3 separate regions of the Zea mays genome follow, and regions 1 and 2 are each linked to region 3. A link is a contact called in public Hi-C data. All regions are on one chromosome and are shown on one strand. The core of a region is the stretch at or near the end of the contact, and the rest is flanking DNA. Distances in the headings are between cores, read along the strand shown. Region 1 has its middle 57 kb from the start of LOC103640492. Region 2 holds the start of LOC100502453. Region 3 has its middle 38 kb from the start of LOC103640490.

What was found. Hi-C and Micro-C count contacts between places; a contact is called where the count stands out from the background.
Region 1: a contact with region 3 is called in a Hi-C map of leaf mesophyll, with 5 times the contacts expected there. The contact joins two enhancer-like sites. A contact is called at or near these places in 2 of 25 Hi-C or Micro-C datasets (endosperm and leaf mesophyll).
Region 2: a contact with region 3 is called in a Hi-C map of tassel, with 2.7 times the contacts expected there. The contact joins the promoter of LOC100502453 here to the enhancer-like site in region 3. A contact is called at or near these places in 2 of 25 Hi-C or Micro-C datasets (ear and tassel).

The regions. Positions count from the first base shown.
Region 1 is chr1:166,220,477-166,225,150 of Zm-B73-REFERENCE-NAM-5.0, forward strand. No RefSeq gene overlaps it. Among protein-coding and RNA genes, the nearest start is that of LOC103640492, 57 kb to the right of the region's middle. Within about 2 kb of position 2,140, at least 18 of the 20 cell types and tissues checked have an H3K27ac peak or open chromatin away from gene starts, as enhancers often do. A contact at or near this core is called in leaf mesophyll, where this site is marked.
Region 2 is chr1:165,421,777-165,426,252 of Zm-B73-REFERENCE-NAM-5.0, forward strand. It overlaps LOC100502453, which reads left to right and starts at 2,449. Exons shown (of 3, transcript NM_001348473.1): 1 at 2,449-2,948; 2 at 3,049-3,129; 3 at 4,118-4,476. The coding sequence starts at 2,628. The coding sequence ends at 4,444.
Region 3 is chr1:165,863,077-165,867,716 of Zm-B73-REFERENCE-NAM-5.0, forward strand. No RefSeq gene overlaps it. Among protein-coding and RNA genes, the nearest start is that of LOC103640490, 38 kb to the right of the region's middle. Within about 2 kb of position 3,030, at least 17 of the 20 cell types and tissues checked have an H3K27ac peak or open chromatin away from gene starts, as enhancers often do. A contact at or near this core is called in ear, leaf mesophyll and tassel, where this site is marked.

The DNA of each region.
Region 1 (4,674 bases), core at 890-3,389, 360 kb after region 3:
TCCATAAATTACTCATGTGAGTGTCTGAGCCGCTCATGACCGTGAGCACGGCTGATATACCAGTTTTACACTCTGTAGAGGTTGTGCATCTTTACCCACAAGTCATGTTACCCATCTACCAAGGGGTCATGAATCCCATACACCTCTACCAAGGAAGCGAGACAGGGTAACACTATGAGGCCTTTACAAAGTTCCACTAGCTTCAGAAAACCCGCTATAGTTTCTAGGAAGTCCTAATGCAGGGATCCCTCGCCCGACCGCCATCGCCGCAAAATCAACCTGAGGACCTCCCTACACCGACCACTCCCCTACTGCCCTTTCCCCTTTCGGGTAAGGTAGTCCTCCACTAGCTTTCCTAATTAGTCAGCCAAAGGCATCCCATACCACCCTTGTGGTAGCACTGTTTTCCCGGGTGGTTCTCCATGTTACAATTAACAATATGATCTTATCATGAACAATAATTAAAAACCAACATAATTGGAACATGATCATAATGAAACATTAGTTTCCCAAAACCAGGTAGAGCAATAACAAATCTACCCAATAGTTCATCTATTTGTAAGGTGAGGGATAAACAATGCTAGGGAAACCTATTAGGTCCCATCAAATTAACCTGAGCATGTCATAGTGATTAACAGTGAACATTATTAGGTAAAAAGGAGTGATCAAGGGCACAACTTGCGTGAGACTCGAGATTCTAGGTATCAGGATGATCTTCAGATGACTCGTAACATCGTGCTAGTCGTAGCAATACAAACAAACATGGTATAGGCAGAATTAACATCATACAAAATATAAGCACAAACTGCATAATAATAATCTATGCATTGCTACGAGATCGTGGGTTCGAGAATCACTAAAATCGGAGTTACGGTTACCGAGTTATGAATTACTGAAGATCTAAGCATTGGATACAAAAGAAATTAAGTGTATAATTCCTACCTATGTTTCATAACAAAATAGGGTTACCAGATGATAAAAATATTAATATGAATTTATCGCAACTGGAATGAATCAATTCGGAGTTAAAATGGATTTAATATGAATTAAACTAGTTTTTAGATTTATTTTTATACTAAAAACCCATTTTATTTATTAATTCTACCTATTTTATTAATCCTTGTGCTGCGGCCACAATTTTTCAGAAGCCCGAGGTCCGTTCTGTAAAAACCCAAGAACATGAATTAAACCACTTAACACCTAGTGTGGGTCGCGGGTTCATTCATATAAAGAGTGGGGTTTCTTTTGCAAAACTGGCTATCTAAAGGGGTATTGTGTGATCTGAGCCGTCCGATCGGATTTCAGTGGCTAGGATTAAATAGTGGCTTAAAACAAACCGGTACTTGATACTATTGGTGGGATCGTTGATCGACGGAACGGATTAACCATCACCTAAACCAATCTGGGGCCGCCCGATCACGATCGGAGGGTGCGGATACGTCGGGCCGAAGGGGGTGCACGTTAGCCTAATCTACGCCGTACGCATGCAATCCGACGGCTAGAAACACCACCCCACTGCCGATGTCCGAGCGCGGTGGCGCCGCCGAACTTAACAACGGCAGCCATGGCCGGCGTTGGCCAACCTGGCGCCTTGATGTGCGGATTTGAGTGCAAATTCGTGCAAAACGTTGTTGACAGCATGGTGAATCAAGGGAGGGTGCTCTTACCGAGGGAGAGAGCCCGAGTGGATCCGCCCACGGTACGAGGAGGTTCCGCGGCGTTGTTTGTGCTCCAGCGAGCAATCGTTCAAAGGCCGAGGTCTTAATTCGCCTAGCGATGCAACGAGTGGCTTCCGTGGCGGTACGAGGAGGTTCCGTGGCGTTGTTTGCACGGCACCGGGATACGTGTGGTCGAAGTACGATGGTGGCGGCCCTATTTTCTCCAAGCTTGCGGCGATGGTGGCTACGGTGCTTGCGCAACGGATGTGGGCGCAGGCGGATGAGACGATGGGGGTCGCGACAGTTACCATTTATGGCCTGAGGAGATGCGGCCCCGACTTGTATATCCCCTGTGATTCACGGCGGCGATAGCCTAATGGCCCGGCGCCCGCGGGGAATTGGTTGTGAGGAAGGGGATAGTGCTGACCTCGCGGCCCCACCAGACAGCCAGACGAACAGCACCAGCGTGCGCGGGTGGCCGACGGGCGGGACCCATAGGTTGGCGCCCAACAGAGAGGGCAGTGCGCTGGACAACTGAGATGGGCCAAAAGCAGTAGAGTTGGCCCAATTAGGTCTTTCTCTTTTTTTATTTTTCTGTTTTTATTTTCCATTTTTAAATTCCAAATTCGAATTTGTAATTCAAACCTAGGGTCAAAATTACAATCAAAATATCCAGTATGATGCAACTTTATTTAACTATTTATTTATTGTTTTATTTATTTAAATAAATGTTCCTTAATATACATCACACCCAACGGAGGATTTTATTTTAAGAATTAATCTCCCACAAGGGATCAACCTTTCCTTACCTATTTATTGATTACTTAACTAGTTTAGTACCCTTAATTGGTTATGAAAAGGAAATGTCCTACTAAATCCCAAAGGTTTCAAAAATTCTAGAAACACTATCATAGATATTTTTATTTCTTTATTTTATTATTTTATGATATATTTATTTTATTTTTTCTACCAATTTTAGGCCTTACAATACTTAACAATTGTGTTGCCTTGTTCTTGATTCACAGTATTTGAGAACAAGTGACCAACACTTTCTATCCATGATGAATATTAAGGAACACATTTAAAGTGAATGAAGTAACTAATGAAGCAACAAATATATGCATCATGTTGGGGTTTATTTGTTTGTGCATTTACTAATAATGATAATAGTGATAAAATATGTTAATGTTGAAAGTGGGGTTTAACTTAATTTGAAGCCTAAAAAGTGAGAATGACATAGAAAGAAACGAGAGAAAAAGGGAAATAATATACAACAGGAAGAATAATTAATATATAAATAAGGATATCTCTTCCTCTTGGTAGATTGATTTATACATTTAATCTGAGTACAAAATTCAACAACATTTGAATTCAAATTGAGATTTAAAAGTGAAAAGAAAAGAGAAGAAAATAAAATAAAAGGAAAAAAGAAAAAGGAAAACTGCGCGCCTAGGCCGGCCTCCCCTCTTTTCGGCCCACATCGCCTCAGCCGCGACAGCCCAGCTGTGGACCACCCCTGTCAGTCTCCGCGTGCGTGATTCACTCATGACCACCAGGTGGGCCCGCGCTGCAGACGGCAGTGCTCACCATCACTCACGAGTCTCTGCCATGTGGGACCCCCTGTCAGCTGCTTCCTCGACTCCAGCTTGTGCGGCCCGTTGCAACCGTCGCTGAGAACCTCGCGGCTGGCTCAGTGCCTCTCTAGCCAAACCTCCAGGAGCCGGACTTCGCTACAAGGTTATATAAGTGTGGCCGCAGACTTTCCCATCGAACGGATGTCGTGCGCCCCCCTTTGTCGAATAGCTAGCCGCCGAGGACCACGTCGGTGAGTAAGTGTCGTCGTCGTGCCTTGCCCTCTGTTGGTGGCCAGGGCGATTCTCGAGGGCGCATGGAGGGAAGCCGTGGCTCCTGTACGGGAGTAGGGCCACCAGTGTTCCCGTAATTTCTCACCGTCGTTCGTTCTTGGTCGCGGACCGGCAAGGTGCGTGGACGGCAACTTCTCCGTCCTGAAACACCGTAATAACCTCTCTAATCGTTTCACCTTCATCTAGGCCGTGAGTAGTGTTCCTCGGATTCGTCTAGGAGGGCGCGGGGGCGTGGATCCGCAGGCGCCGGTGAGCAGCGCCACCGTGGATGCCCTGTTCCGTTGGTTGGTCGGCTGAAGGTTGAAGAGGGAACATGGGCCGTTGGATCAGCCCCCTGCGGTGGAGATTAGACGACTGCATACCGTTTCACAAGAATAGATATGTGGTATCGATTCGGTAATGGACGGTGTAGGTCGGATCGGGGCAGGAGCGTCCTTCATCCGTTGATTTTGGATATGACGGTCGGGGTGGATCACATGTTTATGTATCACATAGTTTTAATCTGGGTCGTCGGGTGTTGATCGAGCGGCTAGGATTGGCGGATACCCCTTCACCGAACCAACTTTGCAGAAGAAACCTTCAGGTTAAGCAAAATCAACCCGTCGTCCTAAAGCAATAGAAAAGAGTTTCATTCAAGTCCCTGGCATTTACAGTTTAAACCTCGTACTCTCTAGAAATTAGGTTCGCAGTCCAAGGAGCGAACAAAAGGAATAAATTAACTCAGAAAATACTTTTTAGTATAAAAATTATTACATAATCTTGTTTAATTCATAGAAAATTCATTTTAACTCCTTTTTGATCCATTCTAGTTGCATTAATTTTGTATTAGTATTGTTTATCACTTGGTAACTCTGTTTTATCATGAAACATAGGTTAAAATTACTCACCTAGTTTATTTTGTACCAAACACTTAATAACTTCGGAAAATCGTAACTCGTTAAACGTAACTCTGAATTTAGTGATTCTCGAACCTACAATCTCGTTATGATGCGTAGAATATTATTATGCAGTATGTTCTCATGTTTGGTGTGATGCTAATTTCTCCTGTACCATGTTTGTTTGTATTATTGCGAGTAGACGGGCAAGTGACTAAGGATCCAGAGGCTCAGCAGGTGGAAACTACTGAGAAGGAGCTTGTTGAAGGAAAGTTG
Region 2 (4,476 bases), core at 1,199-3,698, 440 kb before region 3:
TATTAGCTAGGGTGTTTGGATGTCTTAACTAATTTTAGCCACTAACTATTATCTCTAGTGCATTCAAACACTCACTAAGAGGTGTTTGAATACACTAGAGCTAATAGTTAGTTAGCTAAAAATAAACTAAGAGAGTGTTTGAATGCACTAGAGATAATAGTTAGTGGTTAAAATTAGCTATAGACGTCCAAACACTCTAGTTAATATTTCAGCTAAAATTAGCTAGGGTGTTTGGATGTCTCTAGCTAATTTTAGCTATTAACTATTATCTCTAGTACATTCAAACACCCCTTAGAGCTAATAGTTAGTGTCTAAAATTAGTTGAGACATTCAAACACCCTAACTAATAGTTCAACTATTAGCTATTTTTGGTAAATTAATAGTCAGGTAGTTATTTGTTAGCTTACTAATTCTACTAAAATTTTTTAGCCAACTAACTATTAGTTTTAGTGCATTCAAACATTCCCTTAGGCCCGTTTCAATCTCACGGGATAAACTTTAGCTTCCTGCTAAAATTTAGCCATATGAATTAAAGTGCTAAAGTTTAGCTCCTTAGGATGTTTGGACTACTCTAATAAAGTTTAGCATATTGGAATAAAAAGACACCCATGCCCCTAATGTGGAGAGAGAATGGAGTTAGAGGGTATGAGTGAAAAATGAGGTTCTCTGGCTCACGTTTAGCTCCTTTAGCACCTCTTGAGCAGTTTATGTGATAATATGTGCTAAATTTTATCACACCACCATTAGTTCTCCTGTTTGATCACCAAATGGGTAAAAGTAGCTAAAAAAGCTGCTAAAGTTTATCTCTTGAGATTGAAACAAGGCTTTAGTTAGCTAAAAATTTGCTAGAAGAATTAGTTAGCTAACAAATATCTAGTTAACTAGTAGCTAATTTACTAAAAATAGCTAATATCTAAAATATTAGCAAGGGTGTTTGAATGCAATATAGCTAATATTTAGTAGCTAAAATTAGTTAGAGACATCTAAACACCCTAGCAACTATTAGCTAGTTTTATTAAATTAGTTAATATTTAGCTAGTTATTTATTAGCTAGCTAATTTCACTAGCAATTTTTTTTGCCAACTAACTGTTAGTTCTAGTGAATTCAAACATCCCTTAACGGCTTGTTCGGTTCTACCCCAATCTATATGAATTGATGGAGATTGAGAGGATTTCAATCCCTAGTAAGTCAAAATCTCTCTCAATCCGTATTAATCCCCTTCAATCTATATGGATTGAAAATAACCGAACATACCCTAAATTGGGATGGACACTACTTTGTGTGACAAATTTTATGTGCCGCATATCTAAAATCGGGATGAACTTACGTGGTACGCAACACCGTAACAGCTTCTTAGGCTATCCGCAACGGTTACCTCTAAATTTTTCCCCCTATATCACTTTTCCTCCTATTTTTCCCCCTATTTTTTCATCTCCCGCAGCGGTTCCCCCTAAATACTCCCCCTATACCCCACTACCACTATAAAATATCATTTTCTATACCAACTATCAATTTTTTATCTACTAACAATTACTCGTGGACCCATAGCACAATGTTTAGGGTGATGAACAGTGACACGCTAGATCTGGGGGGAGAGAGAAGAGAACCGACGTGTAGGGGGACCGCATGCAAGGGGAGGGGGAGAGGCAGCGGTAACCGCTGCGCACAGCCTTACCCCATGTTTTCCCGCTTATTTTGCTGCCCGCCGATGCTAGAGCTGTGTCTTGTTCCGATCCCGAATCGTTTGTGACGAAGAGTTCTTCGCGCTGACGTCAATATATAGAGAGAGCTAAATACAGTTTCCAGCTACAGGAACACTTGGTTGCAGCGCCATCAAACAATTCTAACAGCGACTCAAACAACAACGCCAGCAGCATCAACAATATGTCCAAAATTCAGTACCACCACATGGTTTCTCATCTGACGGTGAGCTGAACCTGATCGCATCTCCAGACCAGTTTATTCAGCAGATGAACATGAACCTCGACGAAGGCCCTGTTCCAATGTCGCGAGATAAACTTTAGCAGCTATTTTTTAGCTACTTTTAGCCATTTATAGGCCCCATTTCAATCTCACGGGATAAACTTTAGCTTCCTGCTAAACTTTAGCTATATGAATTGAAGTGCTAAAGTTTAGTTTCAATTACCACCATTAGCTCTCATGTTTAGATTATAAATGGCTAAAAGTAGCTAAAAAATAGCTGCTAAAGTTTATCTCGCGAGATTGGAACGGGGCCATAATCTAAACATGAGAGCTAATGGTGATAATTGAAACTAAACTTTAGCACTTCAATTCATATAGCTAAAGTTTAGCAGGAAGCTAAAGTTTAGCTCATGAGATTGAAACGGGGCCGAACTCACGCACTCGATCTCGAACCAACCAGACCACACCAGCGTATCACCATCAGAGCCTGAGGTCCAAGTCGATCTTACTCGGCTGAATCGGCTCACACGCTTGCTCATACTCCGAGTGCGGCGCTCTCAGCCTGAAGCTCCCAGGCCAGGCCGAGCTCGGCGCCTCCTCGCACGGGACCGTTGCCCAGGCCGCCGCCGCCACGCCGCCCTCGAGGAACCTCGCCGCCGTCCTGACCGCCGGCGCCGGCGCCGGGTTGGCTCGGAGGGAGCGCATGAGGGCGGCGTGCGCGTGCAGCGGCAGGCCGCCCACGACCACCCGCTGCGCGTGGTACGAGGATCGCTTGGCGGCGCTGCGCTCCCGCTTGTGCGCGTTCTGGTGCCCGCCCAGCGCCTGCGAGCTGAAGAACTTGCGCAGGCAGAAGTTGCAGGAGAACACCTTGTGCGGGGGCGGCTTGGCGGCGGACCCGGACCCGGACCCGGACTCGGAGTCCGCGGAGCAGCTCGCGGCGTCCGGGGACGGAGACGGCGACGGCGATTCGCTCGCGCCCAGCGTCAGGTTCAGCCACGCCGCGCCGTCGCCGTGCTGCTCCCTGGTGAGTCGCTGCTCTGCTGTGCTGGCCTTGCTCACTACTGACGATGCCTCGTCTCCTCGCTCCATATCTCTCTCTCTTGCTCTGCTTGTTCTTGCTTTAGGTTGCAGGCTTGCAGCCCCTGGATGGCTGGATGGTGCATCAGAAGCAGCTTGCAGTTTGTTGCTTTATAAAGGAGGACGAGGTACGACTAGCATCATTGAATTTTTTTGGGGGGAAGGGGGTAATAATTGAGGGCTTGTCTCTGTGAGGAATCTGGAGGTGAAGAACTTTGTCTGGAGTTTTCAGTGGATATCTATCAAGTTGCTTATCTATCTCCCATCCCTGGGCTCTGGCCCATGCATATATAAATGATAAATCTTTTATCACTCCACTTGCCATGGACGACCCCCATGGCGATGGCGATTTGATTTCCTGGATCACCCGCCCCATCTCACTTCTCGACGTGCGCGCGCCGCTGTTCCTCTTCCTTTTTTTCCCAAAAGAAAACGGAGTGACAATACAGCTCATGGCAAAGGTTTTTATGCTCTCCATCCATCCATGCAGGTGCCATCCGGCCACCCTGCAGGGGATGCTATAGTAGCTACCGAAAGCGACCTGCCATTGACAAGAGTCATGAGCCTTGTTGGGATTATTATGAGGAACGCCGGCAGCTTCAGACTCTAGGGGCGACTGTTAGGTCAGGCCACAACAGGGAATCCCTCCTGCGACAGGCACCTTGTCCTGTCTTGTGCGCCACTGTTGCTTCATTGCTTGGGCATTTGTGCGGTGTGCACTGCTGATGACACACACAGTCCAGCACAAGCCTTTTTCATCAATTCCAGTGGCAGCGTGCCTAGCTTCTCTGGAAACCAATTGCTTGCTTGCTTGCTTGCACTGAAAGGATGCTGGTTAATGGTTAGGTCAGGACTCACGATGATCCGGATCAACAGGCGACAGCAGCAATGGGTGACGAGAGAAGTAGTAACAGCTATCTCTTTCTTTGGGATCCAAATAATTGAGTTGTTTTTTTGTACTGCAGATGCGCTGTGGCCACATGCTGTTCTTTCTGCTAACTTCCGCATCAGGCATCAGATTTTCTGCCTCCTTTTTTTTTCCTGGTGCTTTAGACTGTTGCTGTCACAGGTACGGTGCACTGGAAGGAAGCTGACCACCTGTTCTGTTCTTTTTAGGTGGTCTTTCTTTCTTTCTTTCATGGCGAGATGGGACGGGAGCCGAGTTCTTGCTCGCCTTTGCTTGTGCAAGCCGTGACGGCGATGACGTCGGAACCCGAATGTGCTGCTTTGGGGCTGGTGGGATGGATAGGGATACCGAGTCAACTTGATCAAGATAGAAAAGGAGAGACGCCTAGGGGTTCCTCCTCCTTCCAGGCTCCCACGTATACTTTACAATATCTGCAGACATGTGTCATTTTCGGTCAGATATGCAGATCTAGGTGCATATTTTCAAGCACAAATTCAGTTGAACACATATTGACACTCAAAAGTGTTGTTGCCTAGAACTTTAGCTTGCACTGTTGGTAAAGTAACGA
Region 3 (4,640 bases), core at 1,780-4,279:
TTGCATTACTAATTTTAAGCAACTACTTCCAAGTGCATATTTTATACCCACCCGTTTTAATGAAATAATTTCTATTGCACAATTTTATTAAGAGTCATTTAAGATAATATCTCTAAACATTTTATCTAAAGAGAATAACTTAATTTATATAGGATCCTTAAATCCTTTATTATTAGCTATATTTATTTTAGAAGATGTGACTTAAAAGGTAAGATAATTTGTATAAAAATATCATGGTTCAAATCTTCATTTTATTCTATCAGAAATCCATAACAATATTTTTGGGTGTTACAGAGCGGCAGCCACTGGACCTGTCCCAGCCAGTGGATGGTTCGAAGGATTCATCTCTGATTGGGGTTGGTTAACAAGCCTCCTGCTATGGTGGTTGGTAGGTAGATCGATTCCGCCTCCCTTCCTGGTATTGACCATCTGGGTTAGAAACACATGGTAAGATAGAATTGTAGATAAGACAAGTAATTACGAGACATGATCTTTTGGGGGTTTTATTAGCTCAGTAGATTAGTGTGTCACCTACTAATACTAATACATTACCTTATGGTGGAACATACTAAAATGCCCCGCTATACTCTTTCAGTCAATCAAAGAAGAAAATCAAGCATTTACCATCAGGACAAACATCCAAACAATTTAGATAGAGAAAATATCTATATAATTTTTTTATCTTAGGTCTCCTATCTCTTTAGGAAGTTTGTAGTTGTAGGATTCCAAGGTGTGAAATCCTTCTAGTCTTTCTAGAGTAGAAAAGGTAAGAGTAGTCAGAGTAGAACAGTAAAAGGTGAGACAGGATCAAGACAAGTATAGAAAGAATCAGAGTAAAGGTAAGTAGGTAAGGGTTTTGTCCAGTTCTATCTAGGTTTAGTCCTACAGTCAACATTTCCTCTCATACCACTTTTGTCACACCCGGATTTAAGGGATAAAGTCGGGTGTGTCTCATATGTGCGCCAAAGAAGAACATCACATATAGTGACAAAGTGTATAGAGATAAATGTCACAATTATTATTACATAGCGGAAGAGTCTTACAAAAATAAATGATAACAATAAAATGAACTAAATACTTATTCCATGGCGCCATCAAGCTGACTAGGAGACGCCACCTAGATAAGCTCATACTCCTCGTTGTAGGTCTCCTCCTGGACCACATGTTCTTCTCCTGTGGGGGGTTTATATATCGCAAGGGTGAGCTCACAAAAGATTATAGCTCAACAAGTTGTGGGAAATAATATGCATGAACTCACCAAAGGTGGGAGCCCATGTGAAGTGTAAGGCTGGGCAATAAATAGTGGTTGAAGCTGAGCATTGCTTTTAATAAGTTGCTCAAATTTTATTAGCAGTTACTAAATGTAAGTGTATACCAACCCAAAGTAATAGTAGATCAAAATTAATAATAAACCACAATGCGATGCAAATGAAAAAATAAATTTACTTCCATAAATTAATCATGTGAATGTCCGAGCCGCTCCTGACCGTGAGAATGGCTGATATACCAGTTTTATACTCAGCAGAGGTTGCACATCTTTACCCACAAGTCGTGTTACCCATTTGCCAAGGGATCGCGACTTCCCATTCATCTCTACCGAGGAGATGAGGAAGGGTAGCACTACGAGGCTTTTCCAAAGTTCCACTAGTTTGAGAAAACTCTCTACGGATTCAGGAAGAAGGAAACACAGGAATCCCCCGTCCGGAAAGCCAGGCAGTCCGACCCGAGAACCTCCTTATACTCTACAACGACGCCTCCCCTCTTGTCGCTTTCAGGTAAGGTAATCTCTCCCTAGTTTTCCTAATTACTTGGCCAAGGATGTCTCATTCCACCCTTGTGGTTGCACTATTTTCCAAATTGGTTCTCCATGTTCCAATTAACATAGTAATCTTATCATGAACAATAAATAATCAACAGTAATAATAAAGAATGATCATGTGTCAAATTTATCTCCACCCATAACCACATATAGCAATAGCAAGACTACCCAAAAAGTTCAGTGCTAATCACATCACAAGATAAAGCAGACTAGGGTGACCTATTGGTCCCATCAAAATTAAGCCTAAGCATGCCATAGTGATTATAAAGAACATTATTGGGTAAATAAAGGTGGTCAAGGGCACAACTTGCCTTCAACGAGCTCTTGCTCAAAATTATCCGCCTGCTGAACACCAGGGTCCTCAGTGGCTTGCTCGTCTACTCGCAATAATACAAATAAACATGGTACAAGAGAAATTAACATCACACCAAACATGAGATCATACTGCATAATAATATTCTACGCATCACAACGAGGTCGTAGGTTCGAGAATCACTAAATTCAGAGTTACGGTTATCGAGTTATGATTTTCCGAAGTTATTAAGTGTTTGGTACAGAATATACTAGGTGAGTAATTCTAATTTATGTTTCATTATAAAACATAGTTACCAGGTGATAAACAATATTAATACCAAATTAATGCAACTTGAATAGATCAAAAAGGAATTAAAACGAATTTATTATGATTTAAAGAATTTTCTAGAATTATTTTAATACAAAAACTCATTTTTTATATTTTTTATTCCATTTAACAGCTCTCTCGACTGCGCTCAACAATACTAAAAGTATGGGGGCTAACTTATAAAATTCTCAGGACTCAGATTAAATGCTCCTCAACACGTGATGGACTACGGGTTGATTCCTACATATTCTAGGGGTTTTTTTGCAAAATGACAAACTGCCCAAAAACTCAGTCGTCCGATCTAAAACCGAGCGTCAGGATTAGACCTGCGCCCCATGAACCAGTATGCGGAGGTGGCCGTCGGATCACAGATCGACAGCCCAGATTCAATTTACTTCGATTGATTCTCACATGCACGATCTAGAATGAACAATTGAGATTTAAAACCCTACAGATCTATCCTCGATCGCCTGATGTTTGATCAACGGCGCAGATCCGACCAATACTCAGCATTATGATGATCTGATCTCGACCGTTTGATTGGATCTAACGGTGCAATGGATCTCTTCCCCTCCCGACACCGGTCGTGCCAACACACTGCTGATGAACAGTGGCGGTCCCACCGGCAAAGGACTACCCGACGACCCAGGCCCCCAGACCATACCCGAAAATGCTCTACACGCACCACATGGCCTAGCGAACTAGGTGAGGTGGAGATTACCGGCTATTATCTGGTGGTGTTGTCCGGCCACGACAAAGGGCGGTCCGCGGCAGCGCTGCACTTTCGACGACGAATTTCCCAGGCCTCGGCTGAACTTCCTCCGATTAACCTTTCACACAGCAACCACAGAGCTAGATCGACCCCCCCCCCCCCCCCCCCCCCCCCGCTGTCACTGTCGGGGCCCGAATCCCGCCACTGTCGTGTTTCCACGGCGGCGAACCCCATGGCACGTGAAAGGTCTCGGTGGCGGCCCACAGGGTGTGGTGGCTGATTGATGGTTCTCGCGCGAGTCAGCAGGAGGGGCCGCAAGCACCCGTGGGTTCTATTTGTACGGTCGAGGCAAGTCCGAGCTCGATGCCCCGCAATCCTCGCTGTGGTTGAAGCTCTACAGAGCCGAGCGCGCGTGGGAGAGGATAGCGCTGACAGCGCGGGGCCACAAGTCAGCGAGCGGAGAAAGTGGCGCGGGCGGGGAGTGGCTGTCGTGCGGGCCCCAGATGTCAGGGCGGCCACACGCGCGAGTCGTTGGCCATCTAGCGCGAAGTGCAGGATGGGCCCGATGTAGGATTTCGGCCCATGCATAGTTTTCTCTTTTCTTTTTGTTTTTCTCTTCTTTTCTGTTTTCCTTTCTTTTTATTTTTGAATCTCGAATTTGAATTCAATCTTTGCTGTGAATTTTGTACAGAGATTTAAATGTACAAATTAAAAATGCCAGTATGAAAAGGTATAATTATTTACATATTTTTCTTCACATTGCATATAGGGTTTTCCTTTTCTCTCCCTTTCTTTTCTAATTCATTTTTAATTTCTAGATTGCAAATTAGGTTTAATCCTAACTTCAATATTAACATATTTTTATTACTATTATTATTATTAAATGAACAAACAAATAAACTCCAACATGATGCACTATTCCCTTTATTTAATATGGTTGTTAGTGGTCAAGGTGACCCCATGATTTGAATATGCAAAGATGAGAAAAACAAGTAGTCAAATAAACCTTTTATGTTTCCCAATTCTTGTACATCCTATAAATTCCATTATTTGGGTATTACAACCAAACCCCCCAGGTTGTCCACATTGCAACCACTGCTCAGGAGAAGATGAAGTCCCAGTGGAGGATTTTCAGGAGTTCCAAGACTATGATGAGTTCTAGGCACGGGTTAGCGGCAAACCCCCAGTTAGCTGCCTGTGAAGGCCGTGTGTTGCTACGTTTCGTTTTTGCACTTTTATCTATGTTAATGACTATGTGGATGTCTTGGACATCATGATGTAATCAAATTAATACTATGTTATGTTATTATTTGAGCATTGTGTGATGATGTCCAACTATGTAACTGCTATGTACGTGAATTGCTTATCCTGGCACGTACATGGTTCGCATTCGGTTTGCCTTCCAAAACTGGGTGTGACAGTGGGACAGTGAATTATAAAGTAAATAGGACATAATGGGTCATAGGACACTTGCCTTCACTAGGTTG